2 separate regions of the Acanthopagrus latus genome follow, and region 1 is linked to region 2. The links are chromatin contacts, called in public Hi-C maps. All regions are on one chromosome and are shown on one strand. The core of a region is the stretch at or near the end of the contact, and the rest is flanking DNA. Distances in the headings are between cores, read along the strand shown. Region 1 holds the start of scai (protein SCAI). Region 2 holds the start of mapkap1 (target of rapamycin complex 2 subunit MAPKAP1).

Region 1 (4,583 bases), core at 1,817-4,316, 400 kb after region 2:
AATTAAGAAATAAACTGTTGTTACTGCTTCTGTTTTAACACCTCAGACCCACTGTGTAAACAGCTGCTGAGCCCATCCTCTGCCTTAATTGGGGGGTTTTCATTTTAAGCCTAATTCTTAGACTTTCTTCTTAATTTATTGTTTTTAAAGTGTCCTGTTCTACAGACAGTATGTATTCTTATGACAAATATCCACAAGTGTCTGTCTTGAAATGGCAATTACTTTTGCATTTTCTCATCACTATGTGTATGTGACTACTTTGGTAGTGTGAAGAATTGTTGCTGCAACAGTGGCTTTTATAAGCAATATCATTTAAATTTGAATCTCAATGTTCCAGTCCAAGTGCATTTTCCTGAATAGCTCAGCTCCATAGTTGTTTTTGTAGCAGCGAATGGTTTTATTTGACGTTCCCCTGTTTTGTAATTTCAATAAAACATGATTCATTAAAGTCTTCTGAAGAGTGGTCACTTTCGCCAAAAACATACTGTTATAATGTAATAATAACATTGAAAAAACGTCAGCAAAGACAAAGAGAACACTGATGTGGCTACAGTGAACAGGACCCAACCTGCATGGTTCATGATTTTTAACTGGACCAAATGAAAACAAGCTGATGTGCAAGAATGCTTCAGATGACAGAAAAGGGGAAAACATGATAAGATGAGGACTATCATCATGAGGGAACGGGCTTCACTGTTCCCATCTGAACCCAGTAGGTTTAAAGCATCTGCACGGTGTAGTCTAAACAATCGAATGTGTTCCATGTATCCAATGTCAAATAATTCAAAAATATTTCTAGCATGTGTTCTCAACCCCAATTGACACCAGTTCAATCCAGTGGTGGAAAGTAATGTTTACTCAAGTACTGAACAATTTTGAGGTACTTGATATTTCTACCCTTCTCCTTTTCAGAGGGAATTCTTCTTCTTCTTCTTCTTTTTTTTTTTTTACAATCTTGTCGATTTTTCAGATAAAGATTTTACATAAAACATGATATTTTGATAGAACCACATGACTGGATAAATACATTGAGAAATATGTCAAGCACTTAAAGGGTAATTCAACCAAGTTTACACATTAAAAGTGTATTTTCAGGTGTTGGGGAGTACCACTATATATCTGTATAAATAGTATTAAGCTATTTGTGGCTCCAGAGGAAGCTGGATGTAATATCAAATTGCCTCCAGTGATGTCACTCTGTGGCTAGCTGCATTGCGGGTAATGCAGGTGCCAGGTTTTGAAAATCAGTCCATTGGTCTAGCATTGTTACAGATTTTAAATCTATCTAGATAAAAATTAAAAGATCATTTTCCATGTCAACAATCTCAGTTTGTCCTCAAACGTGTGACGTATCAGACTGTGAAAATATGTCATTATCAAGACTACACAGCAACATTGGGGATGATGTCTCATTGAACGCTCACCAAAAAACGTAACTTAAACATTGTAGAACTGCTCTTGCACATTAGCAGCTGGCAGAACTGATCAGCTCACCTTTCACATAACTGCTGTTATCATTTTTTATAGATTTTTAGATTTATTGTGATTTTTATCAAATCATTTATTTAAGCAAATATCAAACATCCATGTATCAAAACTTCATATCAGAATCATTGTTGACCTTGTTTGCAGCTCTTTTGGGCTGCAGAGGATGCTTTTTGCTGCAATGTTGCACTCCTGTAACACTGCTGGACTCATAATTTGTTTAAAAACAAATGATGACAATCGATCAGCTTTTTATCCCGGACATTATTTTTCCTTTCTCAAAACTGGGCATCTACTTTACGCAAAGTATAAGTTAACCACTGAGTGAGATCACTGGAGGCAGATTATCAGATTACATGTAGCTTCCACTGGAGCCACAAGGGGCGTTAAACTACCATTTTTACATAGTACTCTCCCACACCTCATCTCCACAAGAAAGGTCAGAGCCACCTGTATTTGCTCAGGAGACTGTTTATTACCTGGTGATGGTCAGGGTCATCTATTACACTGTAGTGTCCTGGGACAGAGAGGGGAAGGCAGCCTCAGTAAACTTATCAGAAAAGCTGATTCTCTCCTGGGAGTGAAACTGGTTTATTTGCTGGAGGTGTCAGCAAGGAGGATGCAGAGAAAATGACTCAGTGTTATGAACAATGCCTCTCAGCCGCTGCATTCCACCCTGTAGACATATCAGAGGACCTGACTCTCACTTCAGGGGCCGAGACCACCAAGGAGCACCACAGAACACCTCAGGAGGTCTTGTCACTTTTTTCAACATGTGTAATGCTACTTTTCATTATTATTACTATCATATACAATATACAATTGGTTATCAGATGCAGTTACTTTTGCGTTTTTATTTTACTACCTTCAATATCAATGCCAGTTTAATTTTCAGTTTCATCCTACTTTTTTCCATTTGAGTTTATTTTAAATCAACTCTTTTACGTAACTTACTTTTATTGTTATTTTTATTGTATTGTACTATTCTGTTGATACTGTTTTTTGCCTTTACACCTTGAACACTATATTTTGTACATTTCACTGATATTTAACATTTTATTGTCTGAACCTGGGCCCAGTGTGTGACCCTGACCCTGGGGAGCCCACCGGTTCCTACTGGTTGCACTGTACCTTCTCTTTTTAGCAATTTGTGGCGCAAGTATTGACTGTACCCCTTAAATATTGCTGGGTAGAGTTCGAGTTAAAATCAGATGAACTACTAAGAAAAAGCAATAGCTCATCACCACAAACTTAGGTTGGCAGGTTAATCCTTGGTGGTGATAATAACTGATTATACAAACTTTGAAGCTTATAAAAACAAAAACAAAAATAAAAATCTCTGGTAATAAAAATTTGGCTTAAATGTATGAATGCATATTAAGATTAATGAATTGCTCACGCATGTGAATCCAATTTTGTTTTGATGAATACAAATATTATTGTCGGATTATTTATCTCCCAGTAGTCGGACTGGAGTAATTAAAATTCATTTTTGTCATATACTTCCCATATTGTAACACATTGTTACGTATTTTTGCGTTGTCAGTGCTTTTAGTTTGACAAGGTTGACCCGGAAGCAGCTAGCCAGTCGGAGTGTATTGGAGTGTCGCGGTCCTGTCCTCACCCTACCGCCTCCTCCTCCTGCCTGCCTGTCACAGGACAACAACCTTTCATACAGAGTAGCATCTCAGCGTCAACGGACGGCAGTCCCGCTCACACTGTCGGGGGGGATACGGCTCGGTACATAGCGGTCCAGGCTCAGTTACACACAGTGAGATGCCAACAAAGTCGCGCTTCACCGACAGAGCTCGTCGTGGCTTTTGCTGTGATTTTTGAAAGCATCACGGTGGTCCTCCTGTTCATTACGTTAGCCGGCTGGCGAGGTAAGAATGAATGTGTATTACACAAGCAGCCGGTACAGGCGGGCTGTGTAACCTGTCTTTATCAACTTGCACATATTCGCTTCCATTGGCTATCTGTGTTATCCAGACATTATTAACCAGACGTTATTTTTGCTGTGACGTTAATGGAGAGGTGTCCTGACTTCATTTGTCGATGCTGGCGATGACAGAAAGCTGTTCGCGTTACACACTGGTGAGCCATAGCAGTGTTCTAGCTTAACGCCCAATTAAGCTTGGTTTCATCAGTAGCTAACAGTAAGGCACATTAATGTTGACTGGGCTCTTCACTCAACATTGTAGCATAGGAGAGAATTGCATATATTGAACAAAGCTAGTAATGGGTTGAAAACACACCGGATACCCCTGAGCAATGTACTGACACGCCTCTCTCTAAACCTTTTTGACTTAGACGTCTTTTTATGTATTTTGTCTTGTAGCGAAGGACTCATTATAGTTTTTCCATCCAATCACTGCGCCCGCGAGCCTCCTGTCATGTTCACGTCAAAGAGCCCAGTCTGTAAAAAGCTGAATGAGATCTGTCGGGCGTCTTAAGATTCGAATCTCGCAAAGAGAGTGTCTGAAGATTTGAACCTGTTTGTTAATGAAAGATACTATAAGCCAGATAAGGTGTCTAGGCGCTTCTTAACGATATCGAAGATGAGCAAGCTGAAGGGTTTTTTGTTTTTTGTTTTTTTTCCTCAAATTGTGCATTCCTGGTACAGCAGCTAAGGTTATATCCGGCACACTTTCTCTGGCGACACTGACAGCCACCCTCCATCATACAGACACATCTCCGAGGGCTGGCAGTGGACCTATAGTCAGTCATTTCATGGCAGAATAAACTTTACATTGGCTGTAAATGTTTTTAATAGGGCGCAGCGTTAGCTGAACATTGCGACCAGACTGTGTGCTGCCTTGACCTGATTGCACATCATCTTAGCAAACTGGAGGTTGCAGCTACTGTGAGAATGAAATCTGGGACAGCCCAGGTCATCCTAAATAAGGTGGCCATGTGACACATTTCCTCCATAGTTTCTTATTTCTATTAATATTTAAGTAGGGCAACTATAAGACGCTCCAATATTGGCAAATAGTAACTCTATTTAGTTGCAGTAAGGATATCAACATGTTAGATTTCTATATTACTGGTTGAAATGTATGTATTGTTTGATGTATTAAAAAAATCATAAATTAACA
Region 2 (4,848 bases), core at 1,122-3,621:
TACCATCTCACACATTCCTGTGTCATCACTGGTCACATGAGACTGTCTGATGTGGGCCAGAATAATGGCAGGATTGTCCAAGAAAGCCATTTCCTCTGCTTTATTAAATTATATGGCGTACAGCTTGGATATTTAGTCTTTGTATCACTCTCTTGCATGTATGCCAGACAATCGCTTTCACCTCCTTTCAATCGCTCTCTGAGAGTGTTAAGATAGTCACCGATGACGAGTGGAGAGCACTCATCTTTTCCATCTTCTACTGCTGCTTATTCTCTCTGACCCAGGACAGGGAAGGTGCCAGTACCTGTTCAAAGTGAGATAACAGTTATTATATGCAGGCTGGAAATGGTGGGTCAAGCTTGTGTGCTAGAACCAAATGTATTTTTAAAAAATTGATCATTTTTGATATTAAATGGTTTAAAGCCTAGTTACTCATGATGGGGCATAACTTCAGTTTGGCATGTTAGAAAAGTGTAGTAGGGACCTTTTCATGCAACCATCACTTTGATCTGACGTCTAAGGAAGGACCAATTCTGTAGCTTCAAGTGCAGTACTATGAAATGCCCTGAAAAATGTGCACTGTTGTCCTCATATGTTAAAAATAGGATGCTGCCCGGTCTCTAGTCGAGCAGCACCTAGGGTACACTAAAAACTTGATCACTGCATAATTTCTGTCAAAAATCAAGCCAAGGAATACATTTAATTCGGTGGTCAGTGGCATATTCATATATCAAAAGCATAAAGCAGTAGGCTCCAAAGTTCTCAGAAAACTAGCTAAGATACTTCAAGACTTCAATTTTGCATTTGATTTGATTGTAAAACCCTTTTTTTACCCCATTACAAATGACAACAGCTTAACAGTTAGGTAGAAGATTTAATCTTTGAAAAAACATCCATGAATTTCATAATATCTAAGTATTTGACATGTCCCCTTTTCGCTTTAATAACAACATGTATTTGAGTTGGCAAAAGTTTCTTACTCTCTGTAGGCTTCATAGATTTTCAATTTGCCAAATGTGGGTAACACAGCCCACACAGCTCTTTATGAATATCAGTGAGTAAATCCAGACACTTCATAAGTCATCTGCCATTCAACATGTTACAACATATTTTAGATATAGTGTTTGATACATTGTTACTACTATTAATAGTATTATCATTGTTGTTATTAGCAGTAGTGGTGCTCTAGGAGTGTTTTTATACTAGTGGATAGCATCACTAGCCAGGCGCCACCTAATAGTCAAAACTGATGTGATTTTTCGGTAAAACACTCACGTTTTATCACTGACTCCCCACTAGGATGTTCTTTTGACACTTGTATTGACCCGTAAACAGATTGCCTTTTACAAAACACTGGTTTGACTGGCCTTAGTATTTACACTGTGAACACAACGCTGTTGTTAATTTCAACACGAAGATGAGATCTATTAGCAAGGGCAAAACAATCCCATCCAACGGCTGCATATTAGCATGACTGAGATACCTGAGTTAGCATGATAAAAGTGGCATGCTTTGAGACGCAGTTGCGCTAGGACTTCATCTAACGTTAGCAAACAAACACGAGATACACAGTAACACATCTTTAGAATCATATCTAGTATGTCCCACTGTGTGGGGGAGTTTTCGTAGATTTGTTAAGAGTCGGTTCCTGCAAAGTGCTTCTCCGACTGATGCTAACTGCAGCTAATGCTGAGCTGTACTAACACCAGGTAGTCAAGTTTGCTTCACTTGAAACGAACCATTATATGTGGACAGTTCCATGATTACCTTATCTTACACAAGAAGTGGTACTTCTTTACGTGGTAATATTCTTAAATACCCACACCGACCAGCCTGTGTAAATAGGGATGACTCCCAGTAGCTTTGACGTTAGCTAGCTGATGTAGCTATTGTGTTCCCGTAGCTCGCCATCCTAAACTTCGATAACTTGCTAACTTAAAAAATCCACTACTAGCTAAACCAGCGTTCACCTCACCTCACCTAAAACTAACAACAAGGTATGAAGCTGGCATTCAGACTGTAAATGCATTTCGCCACGAATGTCCGCGCAAGTGGCATAGCTTATATCAACTTAGTTCGCAAGCCTGTACGGCTAACATCCCTAACGCTTTCATAGGGTAACGTTAGCTGGCTCTGGTTAGCTTCCCATAGTTGTCAGTTCATAACGGCGTCCCACCTTTAGAAGTCACATTCGATGAGAAAATTAAATGTCCTCATTGTCCCATCTTATCCACACCTACTCCCAGTGGCGACAGTTACTATTTTCGTGACAATAACGCACTATGACAAAATCACAACATAACTGTAAGTCAATACAGTCTACTGTGCTCAGTCTAGTTGAAGCAGCCCAGTTTCACTTCCGGTTCCATTTCTTCAGAATAAAAGTCGTTATTTGCAACATTTCATGTCGATGTCTGTTCTCCATAAAAAAAAATAAAAAATAATAATAATAATAATAATAATAAAAAGTCTGTATTAATCAGAGGAACATGAGCTGATGACGTGTACTGACCAATTGGCTTCTCATATCATTAGTGCAGTGAAGTTCATAAAGCACTGTAAATGCATACTGTTAGCAAACCAACACCAGATGACCAGCAAACTATTTTTATAATTGTACATACAAGCAGGGCTGTAGCCAGGATTATAGAAATACTGAGGTCAACCCCCACCCATCCATCAAGACATTTTTAAAGATTATAGTATAAATCTGTGCATTTCTCTGCATTTTCTGAATAATATCAGTGCCTGCAAATACAAGAACATTTGAATCAAATTCTGATAGAAAATAAAGGAGATAATTAAAAAATATGGCAAATTTAGACTTAAATTCATTAAACTTGTTCATTTGCTAAACATAAGAATGAAATAGTTCTCAAAATATTTATTCAGCAATTATAAATGTTAGAAACTGTAACTCCAAAATGGCCATCCAAATAAGGTTTATAAATGAACTACACAGTATTATGAATATGAATTGCAACTTTCCTAGGAACAGCTGTTAATAAATCGCTTAAAAAGAATTTCATTGGTTGTTAACAGTAAAATCAAAATTATCTACAGTTTAGTTAACTATGACTATTTATAATAATAATAATAATAATAATAATAATTTGATGTTTTACAAACCATTGAAACATCAAATGATGTTAGTTGAAAACTCCTGGGAGCCTCAGTTATCAACATTGGTTCTCATGCAAGAAGTGATATATGAACACATTTTTTCTTATTAACGTTTGCATGCATGATTTTATTTTATTTTGTCTGTACCCATTGATTTCTGGGATTCACCAGTGTTTTCTTAGTTATGCTCTTCTCTTTGGTAAGAAGGAATTGTTTACACAGTCCACTGTGTTGCTTCATGCAACATTAACAGGGAGTTTTTCGCTATCAATAATAATTAATGATCATCAGGGCTAATTATTAGTAGTCAGTGCTGCCCTCCTGTGACCAGAGAGCAGAACTGTGGAGTGAAAGAGATCATTCACAACCATTACATTAGAGCCTGTATTCTGTTACCTGATTCAATAAAAATCACTGATCAACAAAAGAATTTCAACATATGGTAAGAACTTTCTTTCACAGAATCACGCTTGACTATCTTACATCTCTAGGGTGTTCAATCTGAGACAGGACCCTCTAATAAGGACCAATTAATATCCTCCCCCTCTGGTCAGCCTAGCCCATAAGGAACCATGTTCAGATTGGAATTCCACTAATTTTTCACACAACAATCAGTCGACCTATCTCAGGGAACGCTATACAGCCTTAGCCTACATTTAACAAAATAAACAATAAAAATACAGTAATAGTACACACAATAGGGGGGGACATCACTCGATTTAAACACCCCCGTACAAGATGGGACCTAGAAACCGGGTAATAATGCAGGTTTTATCTCAAAAGCTCTAGCAGTTTACTTTATAATGTCATTTAGCGGTGCATACAGTATTCATAAGAAAATGGGCAATTCATGAATGTTTTACAGGCTATCCTATCGGTAAGCTCCTGCAGTCTCACGTTCATCTATTTTCATCTCTGTAACAGATTATAATTGGTCCTCCACTGACAGGTTTCTATCAAGAATTGGCAAGAAGTGGCAGCGTTCAAACAAACACAACACTGCATCAGTAGTAAATGTTGGCTCCGGGGAGGGAGTGGGGCGAAGGCTCCTCCACTTGGTTGACTGTTCACTCCCCCATCCCCAGTACCCTCCAACAGCTCCACTAATAGCACCCTCCTAACCGCTAGCTGCAGAGACACCATGCAAATATATACAAAGCAGCTTGTGTTTTGGATTCGTTCGGTGTTCCTAGCAATTTCGTGAAGATGCGCGTGTCCCCAAAACTGTGAAAAGCTTTGAGAGAGGACATCTGAGAGGAAAATAAACGACGACCGATCGGATCCAACTGTTAACCTCGCTAGGTAAGTCGACTATGCTACTCAGCTAGTTAGCTAACATTAGCAGCTAGCGCTGCTGCATACTCGGTGTGCCCAAGCGCCTCTATTGCGTCTATAGCCGCTTTGTCTTAAAATGACAGATAGTACAGTGACTTGTATTGTGACTTCTTAAGTCGCCTGGCAGATAACGTACTCTCCTGTGTTAACAGGAACGCCCTAGCCAACATCAAAGTCTGACAGCCTCTGACAACGTTTGTCGCAGCTGGTGTCTTGTTACTTCGAGCGTGCTAGCTGGCTAGCTTGTTAGCTGTGTCTCATAGCTAGAAGCTATCGCTGCTATGTTATCATTCAGCTGGTGTTACAGCTGACGAACCTCGGTCTGCATTTAGGGAACTGGGGTGACAAACACATGCTGGTAATCGTTTTACTGTGATGTGGGCAGGGATA

Evidence for each region. Hi-C and Micro-C count contacts between places; a contact is called where the count stands out from the background.
Region 1: a Hi-C map of muscle shows a contact between it and region 2, with 3 times the contacts expected there. The contact joins the promoter of scai here to the promoter of mapkap1 in region 2. A contact is called at or near these places in 2 of 4 Hi-C or Micro-C datasets (both in muscle).

The regions. Positions count from the first base shown.
Region 1 is chr12:3,217,684-3,222,266 of fAcaLat1.1, forward strand. It overlaps scai (protein SCAI), which reads left to right and starts at 3,067. Exons shown (of 18, transcript XR_005078017.1): 1 at 3,067-3,368. LOC119030252 (serine/threonine-protein phosphatase 6 catalytic subunit-like) reads left to right here. Exons shown (of 7, transcript XM_037117684.1): 7 at 1-452.
Region 2 is chr12:2,815,647-2,820,494 of fAcaLat1.1, forward strand. mapkap1 (target of rapamycin complex 2 subunit MAPKAP1) reads right to left here and starts at 2,372. Exons shown (of 12, transcript XM_037117633.1): 1 at 2,177-2,372; 2 at 1-304. The coding sequence starts at 90. It overlaps mvb12ba (multivesicular body subunit 12Ba), which reads left to right and starts at 4,054. Exons shown (of 10, transcript XM_037117709.1): 1 at 4,054-4,425.